Regions from separate parts of the Mus musculus genome. Here region 1 is linked to region 2. A link is a contact called in public Hi-C data. All regions are on one chromosome and are shown on one strand. The core of a region is the stretch at or near the end of the contact, and the rest is flanking DNA. Distances in the headings are between cores, read along the strand shown. Region 1 has its middle 17 kb from the start of Gm24826. Region 2 overlaps Npas2 (neuronal PAS domain protein 2).

Evidence for each region. A called contact is a pair of places that touch in the nucleus more often than the background predicts.
Region 1: a Hi-C map of bone marrow-derived macrophages shows a contact between it and region 2, with 42 read pairs. The contact joins two enhancer-like sites. A contact is called at or near these places in 2 of 39 promoter capture datasets (cranial neural crest and neural stem cells), 1 of 15 datasets of contacts at CTCF or cohesin (CD8 T cells), 9 of 484 Hi-C or Micro-C datasets (the 3T3-L1 cell line, CD4 T cells, the HPC-7 cell line and 6 more), 2 of 115 datasets of contacts at active chromatin or transcription factors (both in embryonic stem cells) and 4 of 9 other capture datasets (adipose tissue, embryonic stem cells, liver and 1 more).

What each region holds. Positions count from the first base shown.
Region 1 is chr1:39,499,718-39,505,029 of GRCm38.p6, forward strand. No RefSeq gene overlaps it. Among named protein-coding and RNA genes, the nearest start is that of Gm24826, 17 kb to the right of the region's middle. Within about 2 kb of position 3,699, at least 74 of the 459 cell types and tissues checked have an H3K27ac peak or open chromatin away from gene starts, as enhancers often do. A contact at or near this core is called in adipose tissue and bone marrow-derived macrophages, where this site is marked.
Region 2 is chr1:39,346,739-39,352,391 of GRCm38.p6, forward strand. Npas2 (neuronal PAS domain protein 2) reads left to right here. Exons shown (of 21, transcript NM_008719.2): 18 at 753-943; 19 at 1,694-1,786. Among named protein-coding and RNA genes, the nearest start is that of Rpl31, 18 kb to the right of the region's middle. Within about 2 kb of position 2,468, at least 24 of the 459 cell types and tissues checked have an H3K27ac peak or open chromatin away from gene starts, as enhancers often do. A contact at or near this core is called in adipose tissue and bone marrow-derived macrophages, where this site is marked.

The DNA.
Region 1 (5,312 bases), core at 2,449-4,948, 150 kb after region 2:
TTGTCCTGCACTGTCACAGCACTGTCCCTGCACTGTCCTACACAGTTCCTTCACTGTCCCGTACTGTCCTGCACTGTCCCACACTGTACTGCACTGTGCTGTACTGTCCCACACTGTCACAGAACTGTCCTGCACTGTTCTGCACTGTCCTGCACTGTCCCTGCACTGTTTCAGCTCTGACCCAGCTCTGCTCAGCATCTGATGATGACCTCATTCTGAATCAGAACATGCAGAGGGCATCACATGCCAAGACAGGATAAGCATATTAGCTTTGGTATCTTTTTATAAAGCTACTAATTCCATCAGGGACCCTTTGCTGATGACCTCATATAATCCTGGACTTCCCAGAGTAACATATCAATGTGAGGATCAAGTTTTCAACCTGAGTTTAGGAGGGACAAATACCTAGACTGTAGCACTATCTACTACTCCTGTCTCAGATGTCCGATGCCCCAAAGTCGTCTCCCACTGAAGGGTCCTATCTCTTAATTCTCTTTCCCTTTTTATTTTCTCTTTCTCATTTTAATTTACAATATTTTTCAAAACTCATTCACGAATGCACTGTATCTACCTCACTCCTACTTCTTCTTCTTTCCACTTCACTTCACCCAGTCCTGTGCCCCTGCCCCCATTCTCTCTACAATTCGTTACCTCTTCATTACTTACCGTATCCATTCAGTCTGGCTCCGAGGTATCTCTGTGTTTAGAACCGACTCCTTAGGACTAGGTAACTTATCAGGGGCTCATCCCTGGAGAAAACTGGCTCTCCCACCTTTAGCATGCATTAAGTGATGGACTATCACTCTTCACCTAGGGGTGGGGGCTTGTGGGATCTCTCCCATCCATGCTGGTACATCTACTGGTTATGGTCACCGTGCAGGGTTTTTTTTTTTTTTTTTTAAGCTAGACCCTGTGATTGGGTAGTGGCGGCTGCCTTCCGTACAGATATGCAGGACATGGCAAAGCACGCTCTAACCAGCCTCTCTAGGGTGAACACTGAGCAGGGAAATGGAATACAAAAGCAAAAGCAAGAGCAACTGTTGCTGCTGCCAGCTTCACAGGTGCCAGAGGAGACCTTTCCCCTTAGCAGCAGGCATTCTGTGTCATCCAGCATGTGATAGCCCAATCATGTTCTTTGAAAGAAGGAATGAAAACACAGAAAATTGCCTAAATAAAGAGACAAGATGGCTGAGGTCAAGGGTATTCTGTGATTTGCATCTAAATTGGAATGTCCTGATGCTACTAATTCCATCAGGGAATTAGTAATTTTAATTATGACCAAAACTGATCTCTGCAGAGGTGGAGAAAGGACCAGCCATATGGCACATCTTCATGTCTATCTCTTGCAGACATCTCTCCTCAGGCATTTACAGCCCTTTAGTGAAAGAGCTTGCTGTCTAAGATCCCCAAGGTCTGGAAAGGGAAGTTGAATACCTCATTTTGCTTGAGGTATTAGTGTTATATAGTAGTTATCTTTGGGTGGGTTAGAAAACCTTAGAATCTTTTCAGCCTGGACTATCTGTCTCTCTGGTCTGATTTGTATATTGTTAGCTCCCAGAGGAAAAGATCAAGAGTATCTGATGAGATAGAGATGGGATACAGGGGACCAGATACGGCACACATGACACCTGCTCTGATGATAACCCGAAGGTCAGAGCAACTCCCAGGCAGAAGAGCATGCAAAAGCCTTATCCCAGGTCATCCCCATTCTTACATTTTGTTGCCAGTGAGTACTTGTATCCAGAACTGACTTTCTCCAATCTTGCTTGTCCTGGCCCCTGTGTATGTTAAGAACAAAGAAATAACAAAGTGGCCTAACAAAGAGGAAGAAGAAAAGCAGTTACCCCACAAACCCACTGGATACATGAAGGCTGACTATATGAAGAGTTTTGTTTTATGTTGTGGCACTGGGACCACGCTCAGACTTGCTCCATAGCTATGGCCGACCTTGAACTCCTTCCTGGTTGCCTGCATCTGCCTTGTAAGTGCTGGGATTACAGGAGTGAGCCACCACACCTGACAAGCTTAAACCACTGCTTAATCATGTTAGACCAAACTGTCAGGCTTCACCCACCCTCTGGATAATGTGTAATTAGCAACAACATCTAGATGTATCCCATGGTTGTCACTAAATGTCTTTTTTTTTTTTTTTTTTTTTTTGTCATCCAAATAGATCCCCAAACCCTAACATTAGGATAGGCCAAAATGTAAGGGAAAAACAAAAACTTCCCCCACCTCACAAAATACTCTAGGTTCAACTTTCCCTAGCATGTTGCTGGCGAGCCAGACACAGGCTAGATTGAGAGCCAAGGACATTTCCGATTCTCCTGGGACAGGTGTTCTGAATTCTGTCTGGAATCAGTGAGTAGCACGTGGGAGCCTTTTCGTCCTGACCATCTCATAAATGACATTCTGGCAGGGCTGTTGGCAGTGTTGCTCCTGGACCCCAAGATCCTCACAGAAGCAGCACCTCACTCTACACCTCAGCGTTTCATGCTCCATCACGTCACTGACACCCAGTTAACCTCTGACTTGTTTACCCCGACTTTTGGAAAGATTTATCTTATTTTTAATTATGTGCATATGTGTCTAGGGCTGGGTATGCGTAAGTTGAGGAGCCTCAGAATTCCAGAGGAAGGTATGGGATGCCCTGGAGTTGCAGGCAGTTGTGTGGGTGCTGGGAACTGAACTCAGGTCCTCTGCATGGCTAGTACATGACTTAAGGCACTGTGCCATCTTTCCAGTCCTTTTCTCCTACTCAATATCTCAACCTTCTCCTCTCTCAACCATCATTTACAGTGTGGCTCTCATCATGGCTTACTTGAGCCTCCGACCTAGATGGCAGAGCTTGGACCTCTCACCCTAAATAGCAATGAGGCTACACCTTGCTCGGCTCTGTCCATGCCCACAACTTTCTGGGATCCATGTTCTGTGCTCAGATCACACTGGGAGGCAGAGTCTTGCGCACACCTTCCCAGGCCCTTGCTTTATCACCTTCGTATATCTGTTCCTCAGAGCTATGTTCGCTTGTGCCACCCTCAGCCCTTTATGCTCCCTATACCTGCCAGAATCCTACTTGTCCCCGGATTTATGGGACAGGAAAATTGCTTTCCTCGATGTCCTATAACTGTGCCATCTGACTGCACACCCATGCAGGTGCTGGGGACAGGCCTGTGTTCTGGTTACCCTTCCTGGCTGCCATTCCGGGGGTTTCATCAAGAATCATGGACATAGCAACCATGTCCCACGCATCCTGAGCCTCTTGCTTTTCCCATCTGATGCCATCTGAAAACCTTGAAAGTTCTGGCTCTGGCCCAGCTCTGTGTTTCCTTCAGTGCTGACGGCTCTTCTCTCAGCAAGTGCACAATCAAGGGACAAAGGACCTACAAAGGAGGAGTATTCTGTGTGGTAACTAAGGAGCCCTGGGCCCCAGTTCCTGTGTGGGGCGACTTTACTTCCGCACTCGGGCCTCAGTTCCCTCAGCTCCTTGTATACTCTGAGAAGTAGGAGAGAGAAAGAGCACTCAGATCTCACGGAAGGTTGGAAACATGGGGTGTTTTCCAGATGGGGGCTTTCCTGGCAAGAAGTTACCGCCCACTCAAGGGAGCATCCGCCGTCCCATCAAGCCTGCCCTCACACTGCATGTCTGGCACGGAACACACTGGACATGTCAGAAGAGATTTTCTTCCCACATCCGCAGAGTAGCTACTGGCTCGCCAAAGTCACTCAGCAGGTCTGTGGTGACAGAGGGGAACTGAGACCTGTTGCCTAAGGGGTCCTGCATAAAAAGGAAGATGTTGTAAGCTACACTGCTTGGGACTTGCTCTGGATGCTCCTGGTTTACCTTAGCAAAGGCTCGCCGACCAGGACTGGAGAAAAATGGAGCAAAAAGCCTTTTTCAAGGCTGTTCCCCCGCATTGCTGCAAGAGTCCTTTCTGGAGAGGTGCACACACACACACACACACACACACACACACACACACACACACACAGGCACACACACACATGCACGCGCGCACTTCTTCTGTTTAATAATAGCAAGAATCTTTAGTGATGTGAAACTGCCCATAGCCCACCCCCCTCCCAAACCTGGTGGTTCGACTGTGAATCCGACAAATAAACACCCAGAAGAAGAGCAGCTCAATTTTCCAGCCTGAGCTCCACCACTGTGGAGGGAAAAACGCACATTTCAAACGCACGTTACCAGCGTTAGCGCATCCTTTAGAAAGGATACCCAGGCCAGGTGTGGTGGCAAACACATGTCCAGCGCTCAGGAGACCAAGGCAGGCAGATCTCTGTGTCTCTTGGGTCAGCCTGCTCTACATATCCAGTTACCGGACAGCCAACAATGACAAAATACAAATGTTACTTTGAATGTCAAGCTACGAAGAATTTAGAGACTCCTAATACACGGAACTGCTGAATGCTTCTTTGGGACACAGAAATTATTTGATCATTAAATTGTGCGTGTGTGTGTGTGTGCGTGTGTGTGTGTGTGTGTGTGTGTGTGTGTGAACTTACCCAAAGAACCACGAAAGTAGTACAATTTTCTTTTCACTATTTTGTGGTACTTTGTGCATATTAGGGAAGCCCTCTGTGCTGAATTATCTCCTCAGCCCAGATATGTACAATGATCCTACACCAATTGAAAAATAAATTCAAAGGGCCCAAGAGGTAGGCCAGTGGTTAAGAGCACTTTCTGTTCTTCCAGAGGACTCACATTAAGAGGATATCTGACGCCCTCTTCTGGCCTACAGCAGGCACCAGGCACATGGCACACAGACATCCATCCATGAAGGTAAAACATCCACACACAAGAAATTAATTTTAATTTAATTAAATAAACTACATTTATATTTATATATAATTAGATAAAGTAAATGTATAAATAAAATACATTTTAAAATTAAAAATAAGTTATATAATTAAAATAAATAAGTTGACATTAATATGAAAATATTGTAAAGTAAACGTTATTTTGAATTTTAAAATGCTGTTTGTCTTTCCAGATGGATCAGTTTACATCTGTGTAGTTGGTGGTCAGGGAACGCTGAAGGTAACTGCAGCTGTCCCAGATGGGGGCTCTCTTTCAGCCCCTCAATCAGGCTTCAAAATGCTCTCAGTCTTCCATCTGGTTCTTTCACTGTGTGCCTAGACCCCTTTGCCATTCCCCACGGCAGCTGGGGCCTCCTTACAGGAGATGTTCAAACCTAGCCCACTTGGGGCTAGACATAGGAAGATGCCTAGACACACAGTGCTGCCTAGTGTGTTAAAATTCTCAAACTCAAGTGCTGGAGAGGCGGCTTATGGTA
Region 2 (5,653 bases), core at 1,218-3,717:
AACGGCCCATCAGTATCACAGACAAAACCAGAAAATCGGGGCCAGGCCACCCCCTCGTTCACTCGTGATTTGAGTCAGCAGATATTTGCTGAAGGCTCCCTGCATGGCCAGCACTGAGAGAACCGTGAATGGGAAAGAAAACCCTCAGCTCCAATGGGGAGAACAGAGGGGAAAAAATGTGTGCACATCAGAGAATGTCAGAGGGTGGGGTGGGAACGGTGCGCAGATGAGTTGAAGATTTAAGATGATCAGAAGAGGTCTCCCTGAGAGGACTGTATCTCAGCAAAGCCCACAGCGGGTGGTGAGAGTCAGCTGGATCAGCATCAAGTGGAGGAAAGATTGGCTGGCATGTGCAAAGGTCCTGAGGCCGACAGGTCCAGCGAGGAGCAGAAACAGCAAAGAGCTCTTGGTTTACTAAGTAAAATCCGTGAAGAAAAAAAAAATTAATCCTAGTTCAATGAATGGTTCAGTTCTGCTGAGAGCCTGGCACTGCCCATGAAAATTTAAGAATCTTCAAGGTGCTTACAATCCAATGGGGAAGATATTCAAAATAGAAACAATTCACTGCACAGCTGGTGGGTCCTAACTTAGAGGAGAGGCAAGAGTCAGCAGATAGGAATTCTATGAGGTTTCCTAGAGAGATGGTATGAGTTCTTCTCTCTCTCTCTCTCTCCCTCCCTCCTTCCCTCCCTCCCTCCCTCTCTCTCTCTCTCCCTCTCTCTCTCTCTCTCTCATGTTAAATGATATTCCAGGGTCCAAAGCCAATGAGAAGTTCCCAGCTGCTGCCTGCCAGCGGCCGTTCACTGAGCAGCCTGCCATCCCAGTTTAGCAGTACAGCTTCCGTGCTCCCGCCTGGCCTGAGCCTCACCACGATTGCTCCCACCCCTCAGGATGACAGCCAGTGCCAGCCCAGCCCTGACTTCGGCCATGATCGGCAGCTCAGGTATGATGCTAGGCTGTTGAAAGGACAGGAAGGGGTCACTTGCCCTTTCCCTTCATCTCTCCATTCTGCACAGCAAACGTCCAAGGCTTCCCAGTTGGTCTCAGCTGAGGAGGTAGCAAGGAAGACCTTGGGATCCTGAAGGTCATGGGCATGACCCATTGTGTGGCTCAATTGCCTTTGAGAGGCACAGTTTGGGTGCTGTTCTAGTTTCGTTTATGTTTCTGTAATAAAATCCTCTAACAAGCAGGAAATTGGGTGAAGACGGCATTTTATTCAGCTTACAATTTCAGGTTAATATTCATTATTGCGGGGAAAGTCAAGGCAGGAACTTCAAATATCGAGTCACATTACATCCACAGTCAAGAGCAAAGCAAAGTGCATGCTCGCTTTCCTCGCTTGTGCTCGGCTTGAGTACACTACCCTTACACATTTCACGAGCCCTGCCTAGAGAATGGTGCTGCCCACAGTGGGCCGGCCCTTCCTGCAGTGATTAAGACAGTCTCCCCCAGGATATGCCCACAGGCCAACACAGTAAGACAGTCTCTCATATGCCCATAGGCCAACACACAACACAGTATAGACAATCCCTCACTGAGACTATCTTCCAGGTGATTCCAGACTGTGTCAAGGTGACAGTGAGAACTGGCCATCTCAAGTCCTGACTACAATGTCTTGATCTCTCTCTCTCTCTCTCTCTCTCTCTCTCTCTCTCTCTCTCTCTCTCTCTCTCTCTCTCTCTCTCTCTCAAAGGCTGTTGCTGAGCCAGCCCATCCAGCCTATGATGCCTGGGTCCTGCGATGCCAGGCAGCCCTCAGAAGTCAGCAGAACTGGACGGCAAGTCAAGTAGGTGGGAATGGGGCGGACACCTGGGTGGAGTGGTCTGAGCCTGGCCCTTTCATTTTCTTAAAATGATGCTCCAGGAGCTGATGTTTCTGACAATAGTACTCCAAGCTTTCGGGTTCACTGTGGATGTTCTACAAAAAGCAGGATCAAGCCTTCAGAGGGGCTTTCCCTGTGCTTTCCTTTCACTGATGTTCATGTAAATAGATAAAAACCTGACCTCTACTCTTCCACACTCCAAACAGGAGCTGAGGGAGAGAGTGACACCTCCCAGGCTGTAGTCATCCTTGGGCTTTTTAAAAGATACAGATCCCAACGCCTTCATCCGAGCTAACATCCGAATAGACATGACCCCTTCGTCTTCCTTGGGGCTCGCTCCCTTCAGCTGGTTCTTTACAAATGGAATGCACTGGGATTCCCTGCCCCATGCCTCTGGCACTGTAACCCAAGACCAGGAGACGCACCAAATTTGACCTCCCTCCCCTCTCCAAGATACAGCCTCCTCCCACATTTCTGGCCCAGGGCATTTTCTGTTGTTATAACTGGGTAATCTATGAAGGTTTTCTATGCCTCCTGGTTCTAGATAATGGGAAGGCTAAGCAGATGGTACTGGCGTCTGTCCAGCATCTGGTGAGATCCTTCTTGCTGCATCATGACATGGGGGAAGGGAGAGCAGTGTTCTGAGTTCTCCTATTCTTTTTATAAAACCATTACTATCCTCATGGGGGCCCCACCCTAATGACCTCATCCAGTCCTGATTACTTCCCAAAGCCCCACCCAAAAATACCATAAACAAGGAGCTTGGAAGCTAGGTTGCCATCTAACACATGGGCTTTGGGGAACATACTCAAGCCAGAGTATCCCCCAGTCTCCCCCCAGTCTCTCTTCCTCCTATCCATACTGAGGGGTAGATATGCACAGCTTTAATTAGTATTGCACCGGGGTTACTGGAGACATGGGGTAAATCATTTAAATGCTGCTAGAAAGTAGGCTTTAAAAAAATAGCCTCTGGGTTTCTATTTTCCTCCTCTTTCAAGACAGGATTCTCTGGCCTTGGCCTTAGTGTGCTGGGATATCCGGTGGGTTCTCTACCACACCCAGCCTTTAGAAGGGAGGCTATCACATGATCCTTCTTGGTGTAAGCACTGTTTGAGTTTATCAGGACACTGCTAGCTAACGGAGCATGCTGTGCAAAGCCTCCCTGAGAATTCTTTCTCTGCCCGCTGCAGTCCGTAATAGCATAACTGAGCAGTTCCTAAGCTCGTGGGAGTACTTACGAAGATTCCCTTTTCTCCCAATAAAAAATCTATAGCTTAGGGATGCTTCCTTTCTCCCCTTCAGCCAGTGGAGAGTCTGGGCTTTAAGAGAATCAGGTCCAGAAGGCCACACGTTACCTGTGGCAGAGTCATGGGCTCAATGGCTCCAGAGCACAAAACCCCTTGGTTCTGGATCTTCAAGACAACTTGTTAGCCTAAGTTATCTCTAGGCTGAAAGGGGTCTCCTTTCTGTTGTCTCTGTCCTATTAATACTTGGCCTCCTCGCTTTGCCCCTGTTTGAGAACGCGCACAGTCATGGATCCTGTGGGAAGCCATCTTTAAAATCCCCTGCTTCTGTTCTCAATTAGGCAGGCGGGTTTGGATTTTGGTTTTGAATTTTGCTTGTTCTTCCTAAATGTTCCAAGTAAGTGGAAAGAAAGATGCTTGTTACCTCAGTTTCCAGAGATGCTTAATCCTGCTAGGAATGAGGCAAAACCCACAATATTTTCCCCACCAGCAGCTGTAACTGCTATTTTTGGTCAAACCAATCATTGCTATGCTACTGTCTCTTCCAGACATGACCTAACAGCTCTGTTCTCCAGAGGATATCAAGAGCTGTCTCTCATATACACACAGAGGTCTCTGTAGGGAAAGTCTGGAAGCCCCAAAGCCTGTTACAGATGACCTCATACAGGGAAATGCCATCACTAAAACACAAACCCAGAAGGGAATTCGCTATAATGTCTTTGAACATTACCCTGTTCTTCCAGACCTTCCCATAAAGACCATCTGTCTTAGTTAGGGTCTTACTGCTGTGAACAGACACCATGACCAATGCAAGTATTTTAAGGACAACATTTAATTGGGGCTGGCTTACAGGTTCAGAGGTTCAGTCCATTATCATCAAGGTGGGAACATGGCAGCATCCAGACAGGCATGGTGCAGATAGGATGAGGGTCTTAAAGTCCACACCCACAGTGACACACCTACTCCAACAAGGCCACACCTTCTAATAGTGTACCCCCTGGGCCAAGCATATACAAGCCATCACACCATCCATAGTTTCTTGATAATGGACCATGGTCAACATCTTATTGTGTTATTACTGCTATTGTAATAAAATATACATAATGTAACATTTGTTATATAACACATAATATATAACATCTGCCATCATAACCATTGAAGTACACAGTACAGCTGCATCCAGTGCATCTGAGGTGTTCCCCAACCTTCCATTTCCAGAGCTCCTCATCTCCCTAGACTGAAAGCGTACCCTAGCTCCAGCCCCTCCCCCAACAGCTCCTGAAAGTCACCATCCCTCTCTCTGCCTTTCCGTGACTTTGGCTATTTGAGCACCTTGTACAGTGTTTGCCCTTTAGTGTCTTCAGGTTTCCCTCCTAGCTTGTGTCAGTGCTAGGTGGTGCTGTGTTCCATTGTATGGGTGTGTTCATCAGTGGACCCTTGACTTCATTCTGCCTTCTGGCTATTATTGTGAATGATATTTCTATGGGTATGCAAATATCTATTTGAGCACATACATTTACTTCTTTTGAATATATAACCAGAAGTGGAATGCCTGGATCATACAGAAATTCTATTTTTGTTTCAATTTTTTTTTTAGTTAGCATATGAATTAATGGGATTTGTTGTGAAATCTCCTTACATCTGTGTGTTCTTATTCGTCCTCTAATTTCCCGGCCTGTCCTCCATCCACACCCTCTTGCTGGTTCATGTCCACTCCACCAAGTAGGTTCTGCATAGAAACTTTTTAGGATCATGCGATCCCATTTATCCATTCTGGGGTTATTTCCTGTGGTCCCTTTCAGACAGTACTTGCTCATGCCTGTATCTTTAAATGTTTTCCTCCCATATCCAGCGTTCCAGTGCTCCTAATAACGATCTTTGATCAGTTTTAAATTTATTTTACTCAAGGTGAAGAATATAGATCTAGTTCCTTCCTCTACTTGTGAAAAAAAGAATCTAGCTTTGCCAGAACTGTTGTTTGAGGATGCTGCCCTTTGTCCAGTGTTTAATTTGTGACACATTTGTTGAAGACTCAGTTGGCTTGGTTGTGTGTGTTTATATCTGTCTCCTGTGTTTCCTTTGCTCCACATGTTTCTCTGCCAGTGAAATGCTGTTCTTTGTTACTTTGGCACTATAGTGTAATTTGAAGTCAGGTTTTGTGGTGCTTCCATGATAGCTCTTCCGGTAAGGACTATTTTGGCTATTTTGGGTCTTTTGTGTCTCATATTAATCTGTGGACATTTTTTCTATTTCTAAGAACAACACTGGAATTTTTATGGTGATTGTGTTGAATCTGTAGATCAGTTCTGATAATATGGCCAATATAACAATGCTAACTTTCAAATTTTCCCATGAGTGTGGGAAGGTTTTTTTCTTTTCTTCTAGTACCATGTTGAACTTCTTTCTTCAGTGTCTTAAAATTTCCATTGTAGACGTCTCTCAGCTTCTTGATTAGTTTCATCACTAGTCACTTTTAATGATTTGAAATTATTTTATGTAAGCATTTTAAAGTTATGAATGGGGTTCCTCTCTGATTTCTTTCTTGACAAACACATTTTTTTGCATGTAGAAAAAGTGCTCATCTTTC